Regions from separate parts of the Mus musculus genome. Here all the other regions are linked to region 2. A link is a contact called in public targeted proximity ligation data. All regions are on one chromosome and are shown on one strand. The core of a region is the stretch at or near the end of the contact, and the rest is flanking DNA. Distances in the headings are between cores, read along the strand shown.

What was found.
Region 1: a contact with region 2 is called in a targeted proximity ligation map of pancreatic cancer cells. A contact is called at or near these places in 2 of 39 promoter capture datasets (the HPC-7 cell line and embryonic stem cells), 1 of 130 datasets of targeted methods (pancreatic cancer cells) and 1 of 9 other capture datasets (embryonic stem cells).
Region 3: a targeted proximity ligation map of pancreatic cancer cells shows a contact between it and region 2. A contact is called at or near these places in 5 of 39 promoter capture datasets (the HPC-7 cell line, cranial neural crest, embryonic stem cells and 2 more), 1 of 484 Hi-C or Micro-C datasets (myocytes), 4 of 130 datasets of targeted methods (embryonic stem cells, extraembryonic endoderm stem cells and pancreatic cancer cells) and 1 of 9 other capture datasets (embryonic stem cells).

Annotation. Positions count from the first base shown.
Region 1 is chr19:38,002,467-38,005,464 of GRCm38.p6, reverse strand. The region is part of intron 3 of Myof (myoferlin); the gene reads left to right. Among named protein-coding and RNA genes, the nearest start is that of Gm52396, 12 kb to the left of the region's middle.
Region 2 is chr19:37,674,949-37,678,384 of GRCm38.p6, reverse strand. The region is part of intron 20 of Exoc6 (exocyst complex component 6); the gene reads right to left. It overlaps Gm32342 (a long non-coding RNA gene), which reads left to right. Exons shown (of 3, transcript XR_003952929.1): 3 at 1-998. Among named protein-coding and RNA genes, the nearest start is that of Cyp26c1, 9.0 kb to the left of the region's middle.
Region 3 is chr19:38,037,128-38,040,130 of GRCm38.p6, reverse strand. All of the region lies in intron 1 of Myof (myoferlin), which reads left to right. Among named protein-coding and RNA genes, the nearest start is that of Myof, 4.9 kb to the left of the region's middle.

The DNA.
Region 1 (2,998 bases), core at 10-2,509, 330 kb before region 2:
CAGCAGGGTCCTTTGTCAGATCTGAACCTAAGACAGAAGTACATGTTCTATCTCGGAGAAGGCTCCTAGGAGAAAATCTGGCTTTGCAAACAGCCTTCGTCTGCGGCCTTGCTTCTCCTGGCCGTCAGGTTTGTTTTAAGGAGCACGCTTGGCTCACTCCTTATTCTCAGGACCAGGGAGGAACTTGATGGGCATAGGCCCAGAGGAGGGAACAGTGTGGGAAATCCATGCAAAGTGCTACAGGCCTGGCTAAAATGACAAACTCGGGCAGCCAGAGCCAGGGCCTTCAAAGAATGGGATAGCTTGGTCTTCTCAGATCTTCCACAGGGCATTTGGGAACTGTTGAGGTTTGGAAAGTTTTTTTTGGCCCCAGCCCAGCTGTAGGCTATGATTCCTCCCAGAGGGTGGCAGGGCTGGCTGCTTACAGTCCCTAAAAGCAGCAACAGAGAGTGTCCAGTTGATGTTCAAGCCTCCAACAGGCCTTTCCTCTGTGGAGGGGATTTCCAGCAATCCCCGTGGTGATGTCCCGGTTACACAGAGAAGGGACCTGGTGAGCTGTATATGGGAGCGCCCCTGCTAAGGCCCTCAGCCAGCAGGGTCCTTATTCACCACAGAGGCATGTGGCTGTGAATGGGGGCCCAGGCTGTGGGAAAAACATTTCCATTCCTCTTTTTAAAACCAAGTATATGTTTCCAGATAAACACAGTGATGAAGAGGTTCTTAACTGACACTGCTTAACTAAGATAGCTAGCTTGACTCTCAACTCCCCCAGGCCCCAGGTATAACACCCAGTTGCCAGGTCATTCCCAGGGCTTAGAAGTAGCTCTGTGTCATGCATAGAGGCCTGCCTCTGAGTTTGATGTCAGTCACAGACTGAAGGCGCAGTGTCCTAGGTTCCCTTTGGTGTCTAATGCGTCTGAAGCTTGTTAGTTCTCCCAGGAGAGCTGCTGGGCCAAGGCCTGGGCATTTATTTCTTCCATGGTGGCTTCCTTTTGGGACTGTAGCCCATCTGTTAGCGCCTTGGGAGCAGTCCATGGGAGACTCTTGTTTTTCTGTGAACCACAGGGCGAAGCGTCCCTCTTACCCACACATCTTATCATCTTGGCCTGTTTACAGTATCACATTAGTAATAGAGATCCCAGGCTGAGGGTCACCTCCTTTAAAGGAAATCAGCTTATAGTCGGACTGAGCTGTTCCTGTCCCTCGTGTAGGAGGTCAAGTTATCATTCCCCATGTTCTCACCGTTTTCTGTATCTAGGCAACGCCCCAGAAAACAGGCCTGGCTGGCTGACCTGCGAGGCGAGACATAGGACTGCAGCTCTGGCAGTGGGCAGTGCTTCCTTCGGGTCAGTCAAAGGTCTCAGAAGCTGTATCTGTGTTTACATCTTTCTCAACACAGCCTCACTGTCAAATATCTTCGAGATTAGTCTTTCCAGGATGTTCTCAAAACACAGTCTTTACTCCGCACGCACATGCAGACACACGCAAGCGCGCGCGCGCACGCACACACACACGCACACACACACATCAAATTTTCCTTTAAATGCCCTCCCCCACAGCAAAACCACCAGGGTTTTATGATGAGAAAGCAAACCTTAGCAACGGGACTCAAGCTGCTTAGAAGGGATTGAGGTTAGAGTATATAATTGGCTCCTTTTACTCCTCGCCATTCCTGCCCTGTCTTCTGTTACTGCACTCTTCTGGGGAACGAATCAGCAAACTGAATCAGAACAGGTTACTAGCCATTCCACTGCATAAAAAGATGAGCAAAAGGCTCTGTGTGTACTCAAGCCTGTTCTTTCTGGTTAGCCACAAGCCCCACTGTCCCCTACTGCACCGGGTGACTTCACTGTATATTTTATTCTCTTACTGTCTTCATCTTTGCCTCTACACTGTGTGTGAATCAGTTGTGATCTGTGACATTATAATTTTGAAGGCAGAAACCCTGCCTTTCATTATGATGTCTCCAAAACAATTCTAGGAGTTTTACACACACACCTCAAGAACTGGTAAAGTAAGAAAAAAGAAATACTTAACATACAGTAGTTTCCTAAATAGACCTGTATGGGATATATCATATGTATAAGCCTAACCTGTGAAGTTATTCATGTCTGTCCATTTGTTTGCCAACAATACAGTGGCTCAAAGAATTGAGGGACTTAGGCAAGGAGAGAGAGAGAAAGAGAGAGAGACAGAGACAGAGACAGAGACAAAGAGAGACAGAGAGACAGAGACAGAGAGAGACAAAGAGAGACAGACAGAGAGAGAGAGAGAGAGAGAGAGAGAGCGTACTAGGGCATAACACTTGGGCTACACAGGAATTATTCTCAACCTGGGTGATTTTGTCCCCTAGGACACTAGGTAATGTGGGAGATGCATTGATCTGGTCTCAGATGCTGGTTCAATCCCATGCCAGGCCTCTTTTCAGTTCCGCATAGCCGAGCCACAGCAGCACCCTGCCTGTTCTCAGATTGATTTACCACTGATAAGAGGCCCTGGTCATTCTGGCTCTAGCTGGCTTTAACAAAAGCAAATCAGTACATGTTCAAGGGTATGATGTCAGCATCTTACTCGTAGAACTACACCACAAATCACAGACTGAAGGATAACATGAGTTTCCTTCCCATCTTACCAGGCAAACACCACATTTAGACAAAGCCAGATGGTTTTTCCTTAAAAGAAAAGGAAGAGAACACATTTCATTCGTTGTGTGTATTGAGGGTAAGGTGTGAATGCCTATGGAGTGTGTGTGTGTGTGTGTGTGTGTGTGTGTGTGTGTGTGTGTGTGTATAGTGTAAGTGCCTGGGAGATGTGTGTATATGTGTTTAGTGTGAGTGCCTGTGATATATGTGTGTGAGAGTGTAAGTGTGTATGTATACCTGTGTGTGTGCATGTGTGTGCCTGTGACGCATGTGTATGAATGAATGTATGGTGTGAGTACCCGTGACATGTGTATGTATGTGTGTGCCTGTGATGTGTATATGTGTGTGTGAGTCTG
Region 2 (3,436 bases), core at 370-2,869:
CCATCAGCAGAGGGTGGATTCCCTCAGGATCTCATCAGAGTCCTGGGGGTAAGGACTGAAACCATCTCCCAGGAGGACGAAGCTCTAGCATTCTGGACAGCTGACCAAGGACCCATCCCTAACAATCACCAAGTCCTTTCTTATTTATCTTGTTTTTTTGGTTTTGTTCTTTTGAGACATCTTCTCACTATGTAGCCTTGGCTGGCCCAGAGCGTGCTCTGTCCATCAGGCTCGGCTCAGCAGATCAACCCACCTCTGCTTCCTGAGTGTTGGTATTAAAGGCTTTGCCCCACTATGCCTAGCCTTTTGAAAAATACATCTCTACTGAAATGAAAGGGTAACACAAGACCAGCGCTTTATTCCAGGCCCCACAGGGCTCCACTCAGGCCTTCACCCCACACCCTGCCGTTGCCTTGGGAACCCCCTCTCCTTGGGGACCCCCTCTCCCTGGGGACGCCTTCTCCCTGGAGACCCCCTCTCCTTGGAGACTCCCTCTCCTTGGGGACTCCCTCTCCTTGGGGACCCCCTCTCCCTGGGGACGCCTTCTCCCTGGAGACTCCCTCTCCTTGGGGACCCCCTCTACCTGGGGACGCCCTGTCCTTGGGACCCCCTCTCCTTGGAGACCCCCTCTCCTTGGGGACCCCCCTCTCCCTGGGGACGCCCTCTCCTTGGGACTCCCTCTCCTTGGGGAACCCTCTCCCTGGGGACTCCCTCTCCTTGGGGACTCCCTCTCCTTGGGGACCCCCTCTCCTTGGAGACCCCCTCTCCCTGGGGACGCCCTCTCCCTGGGGATGCCCTCTCCTTGGGACCCCCTCTCCTTGGGACTCCCTCTCCTTGGGAACCCCCTCTCCTTGGGGACTCCCTCTCCTTGGGACCCCCTCTCCTTGGGGACTCCCTCTCCTTGGGGATCCCCTCTCCTTGGGGGGGACTCCCTCTCCAAGCTGTCCGGGTTTCACAGGATGCTGCATTTTTAATATTAAAGCCGCTATTACAGAAAACATCACTCCATTTCAAGTGTTGCTTCCTTCAGATGGCAGTGAACAAACAAAACAATAAATCCTTTAGTCCTATGGGGAGGGGGACAGTAAGACATGGTCTCAACACGTGAATTTATTAGTTACCATGGATACATAGAGTTCAAAGATGTAGCCTGAACATGAACAAAAACAAAGCATCACCACATTATCCAAAAGCAACTCCGCAAATGCTTATTAAAGGATAAAGTAAGGCACATGGTAATAAGGATCAGTATTAAGCTCTGTAAGTGGGTTTGTTCCAATAGCCAAGCAAGATGCTTCTTCAAGTCTTTTGGGAGGTAATCAAGGTATGGATCACATAAAACCAAGGAACAAAATAGCACGTTTCCATTCCATCTCAACCCAGTCTGAAAGACCACTTAAAATTAGCGTCCCTTTTTCAGTAAGGATTCAAAGTTACCCTGGAGAACAACTGTAACACATCAGGTGGAGTCCTGCCAACATCTGTAAGTCTGTTCTACATTTTACTTCCTTGGTGCTTCCTGTGTGTCCACAAACAAAACCATCAGCTTAAGGAATGCCATGGTTGCACAGTGGTCCCATATATATGCTGGAAATAGTTGAATCACTTCAGAATCACTGAGAATTCCTCCATGCTGATCCATCTCACTGGCTGACAGTGTCCCATCCTATGGACTTGTTCAGAATCTGTAGATTCTTGGAGTCTCAAACCTGTGAATCACTCTGTGCAAACAGCACAATGCAGGCAGACTTAAAGCCATTCTATGGAGCCTTTGTAAAACCAAATCCACGGTGCCGGGTCATTTTTCCTTGAATCTGGTTTAGTTTTCTTTGTTTTTGGTCTTTTGGAGTTTGCTTTTGATGCACCTCAGGGGCAGTGACCCAAGACAGAAGATAAATAAGAGTCAAGAGAGAAGCAACTGGGGACACCAGGTTTGCTTTTGTAAATGTGAAGAGTGACCTGGGGGCTCAGGCAGCGTTAGTCCCCCAAGTTCCCTTTTCCAAACACTAAATCCACCTGGGACCTCAGGGTTGCTCTACAAAATCCAAAAGTAAACCAGAAGATCGGTTTTCCTTCGCCTTCAAGACACAAAGCTGACACAAGGTTCCTAGAGCGCTTCAGAGACTTTAACAAGTCCTAAGCCCAAGACAACACTGAGGATGGACACTTGCCCTCCAAACAAATCCCCAGTAATTGGCTACTGGGAATTGAAGAAGAAAGCACTTACTGAGCAAGCCACACTGGGCACCAGACTTTCCTCTTTCTGTGAAAATACCACATTAGGAAAATTCTAGATGAAGCTTAGGAGAGAATTTTAGATAGAGTCACAATAAACTTAGTCAAAATCCACACAAAGGGCTAGTGGTGGGCTTCAATCAATAGAGTGCTGGCCTAGCATGCATGAGGCCTTGGATTCAACCCCCGGCACCTTAGAAACCCTGGCATGGTGGTGGACTTTGTAACCCCAACACATGAACAGGAGAGGCAGGAGTTTAAGCGTACACTACAAAAAAACACTCTGTTTTAAAACACAAAAGTTTTCCTTTTGCTTCCTCTTTGACTTGTCTCCCAAGGTTAACAGCCTTTAAGCTGTCTTTACCCAAGTCTTCTCTATTCAAATGTCCATTTCCCAAGCCTGCTTTCAGCCGTGCCTTCTGCTCCCTTCTGCTCTCCCTCTGTGGGGACTATGGGTGAGCTCAGGGTGCTGTGTGCCGCACTTGTTCACAAGCATCAGCCTTTAAGTCATTCACTGTGGAAGCAAAATATTCTTGAAGCATGTCTCTTCTTCCTCTCTCTCTCTCTTCCTCTCTCTCTCTCCCTTCCTTCCTCCCTCTCTCTCTCCCTTCCTCCCTCCCTCCCTCGCTCCCTTATTCCCTCCCTCCCTTTCTTCCTTCTTTCCTTTCTCCTCTTTTTATTATTTAAATTTTCCTTTCTTCCTTTTTTCTTTATTTATTTGAGCCAAAGTGTCACTATGTAGCCCTGGCTGGACTGGAACTCTATGTAGACCAGGCTGGCCTCAAACTCAGAGACCTACCACCTCTGCCTCCTGAGTGTTAGGATTAAAAGCACATAAGCGGGCTGGTGAGATGGCTCAGTGGGTAAGAGCACCCGACTGCTCTTCCGAAGGTCCAGAGTTCAAATCCCAGCAACCACATGGTGGCTCACAACCATCTGTCAGGAGTGTCTGAAGACAGCTACAGTGTATTTACATATAATAAATAAATAAATCTTTAAAAAAAAAAGCACATAAGCCGCACACCAGGCCTTCCATAAAGTATTTGCAGTGCTAAGCTATGCTGTGTGATGGTGCTAGGCAGCCATTAGGTGGGTTTGGAATTTCAGAGAAAGGCAAATAACGGCAGTGAACACAATCAGATTTATAAACTTCCCATTTGCCAAATTTCTGCGGCTGCTGTGGCTACAGTAGCATGCAGAA
Region 3 (3,003 bases), core at 346-2,845, 360 kb before region 2:
AACTTGTCCCCTAACCACCCCCCAACACACTCACATACATGCATACATACATACATGCATGCATACATACATACAGAGAGACACAAACACAAACAATAAAAGAAAACAATTAAATTTTGTTTAATTTTTGTTAATATCAGATCTTAATTCTTTGAATGACGGTCAAATAAAGTAAACCAAAGCATAAAAGGGATTAAACAACTGAAAAATGACAACTCTTCCTGCTGTGTTTGCAGTCTTCCTAGGGACCACTGATCCAATCAATTTAATTGAGGCAGGGGCTCATGTAGCCCAGGATGATCGTCAAGTCCAGAGCTATCTGAGGATGAGTTTGAACCTCTGATCTTCCTCGTTCTCCAGTTCTCCTTATCCTGAATGCTGGGACTTGCCATCACGCCTGATGTGTTAGTCTGAACAATTAGGTTTGAATCTCTTACATCCTCTTGCTGTAGGCAGACAAGTTGCTCCAGCCTTGTGAGCATGTGCGCTTCTGAAGGGTTGGTGCTGTGGGGATTTTTTAGTTTGTTTGTTGGCCTGTAGCCCTTTAAAGGTCATTTTGCTAGCTGGATATTACCATATACTTTCCTTTTCCCCTCTGTTTCATCCCTTGCTTTTGTATGAAAAGAGTCTTTTGAAAAGGTTAATAGAGAGAAACCTTTCTTGTATACTCATACGCTGGCGTGTTTTATTCATAGCAGTGTTTTATTCATAGGATCATCCCTTTCCAGGGAAACATGGCGGCCACAACAGCAGGTTTCCTATCCTGTCCTTGTGATAGGGTCACTTTGCACCCAAGCTTCCATTCAAAACCATCTTAGGGAACATAGTAAGTGTGAGTGTGAGTGTGTGTGTGTGTGTGTGTGTGTGTGTGTGATGATCAGATCAAGGCAATTTGGCTTAATTACCACCTCAAGATTTTGTATTTCCTTGTGTGAGAAACATTCAAAATCTTGAGGCATTTCCTTCCTTCCTTCCTTCCTTCCTTCCTTCCTTCCTTCCTTCCTTTTTCTTTTTGTGTATGTATCTGTTTGTGTGTGATGTGTGTATGTGTGTACAATGTCCACACCAGTGGTGCATGAATGGAGTCTAAGATCAGCCTTGAATGACACTTCTCATCTTCCACCTTGTTTGAGGCAGGTCTCTTGTTTGTAGATGGCCCACAAGTTTCTGGGGGATTCTCTTATCTCTTCTGTAAGAGAGTTGGAATTATAGGGTCATACGGTGCCCAACTTTCTGTAGGCTTTGGAGATTTGAACTCAGGCCCTTGCCCTTGCTCAGCAAGTACCTTACCCACTGAGCCAACCCCTACTGTCCAGAGGTAAATTCTAAAAGAATCTTTTAGATAAGCTTTAAGAAGCTGTGAGATTCCATTCGGAGTGGTGAAATCTCTCACAGGGTCCATTCATTGTAGACTATGGAGGTAAGCTGTCCATATAGAATCTTGATCTACCTAGGGTATGTTGTAGAGTCTAGACAGTTCTTCACAGGTAATGATGGTCATGAAACTTGGGTACTTCAGTAGAACCATGGTATTGTATTGACAAATACTTCAGAAAGCAAAACTGTTTAATCTACTGAGTCATTCTCCTCACTTCCGGGAGAAAAGGGCTTGGAGACTAACTGTTGAAGGATGGTGGCCCCACCCTGCCGAAGCCTGGGGACTGTACATTTCCCAAAGGCACATTCTTTGGCTCTCAGTCATCTACAAAACCACAGTTGCTTTTAGAAATTAATTAGCTTGTCCTGTTTTTCCTTCCCTCCTCCACAACATAGCTTACCCATATGCTCTCAGTCAGGACACTGGCACTTCCCTGGCTTCTTTTCTGGTCACTGGTTTCTCTCTGTTCCTAAGACCAGTCCAAGTGGCATATTTATGCCTTCTCCAACAACTGATAGATTGATGGATGTTGAATATGCTTTTTCAGCATTGGCCACTGAAAGAGATGGAAGGAGGTTAGAGACATCTTGGAATAACAAAGCCTCTGTCTGTTAATCCTGAAAGGGGCCACGGTGATTGGCCCATCTTCCGTTGTTCAGGAAGGATTACACTTAGAATTCTTTCATGTGCCCTGTGGGTGGATCTAGGTAAAGGAACAACTGCTCCACACATTCCTGATACTGAACTGAACACAACCGGTTTGTAGCTCCTGTTATCCAGATAAATTGATGTGTTTGAATTCTTCTATTTGAAAAGAACTACATGAAGCCGCTGCCCTTCCTGCTGAAGATTCATATGTGAAACGTGTACTGGTCTATAACACAGATACTACCCAGAACACTGTGGCATGACAACCGTCTCCCTACTCACGGCAAGCTTCGGTGGAACAGCTGCTCTGTTGAACAGGGCTGTACTTTGAGCACAGTTTTCGTTCAAAAAAAACAGCTGTGGGACATCTGCCACTTTAAGCCTTTATCAACTGACTTCTAATTGGCCATTACAGAGTAAAGGCCCTGGGCTTTAGAGCCAGCCATACCTGAGGAATTCTAATTGCCATTTCTTGTTTTCTAATTGCTTATGAGCAAATAAAATCTCCGGTTTCGGTGTTCTAAGTAATACTCAGTGCTGGTTAGTTTCTTTCAACTTGACACAAACTAGAGTCACCTGGGAAGAGGGAACCTCAGTTGAGGAGTTACTCGGATGAGATTGGCCTGCAGGCAAGGCTGTGGGGGCATTTTCTTGATTAATGATTGATATGGGAGGGCCTGGTCCACTGTGGGTGGTGCCATCTCAGGGCAGATGGTCCTGAGTTGTATGAGGAAGCAAGCCAAGCAGGGATGATGAACAAATCAGTAATTGCTGTCCCTTCATGGTCTCTGCTTCAGTTCTCATCTCCAGGGTCTAGCCTTGGCTTCTCTTTATGATCATTTGTGAACAGAGCATGTAAGACAAATGCAGTTTTTCCTCTCCTCAGGTTGCTTCTGGTCATGGTGTGTTTTATCACAGCAACAGAAACACAAAATAGGATGGCCTCTCCTACCTTGCAGGGTGACTTGTGGATCAGG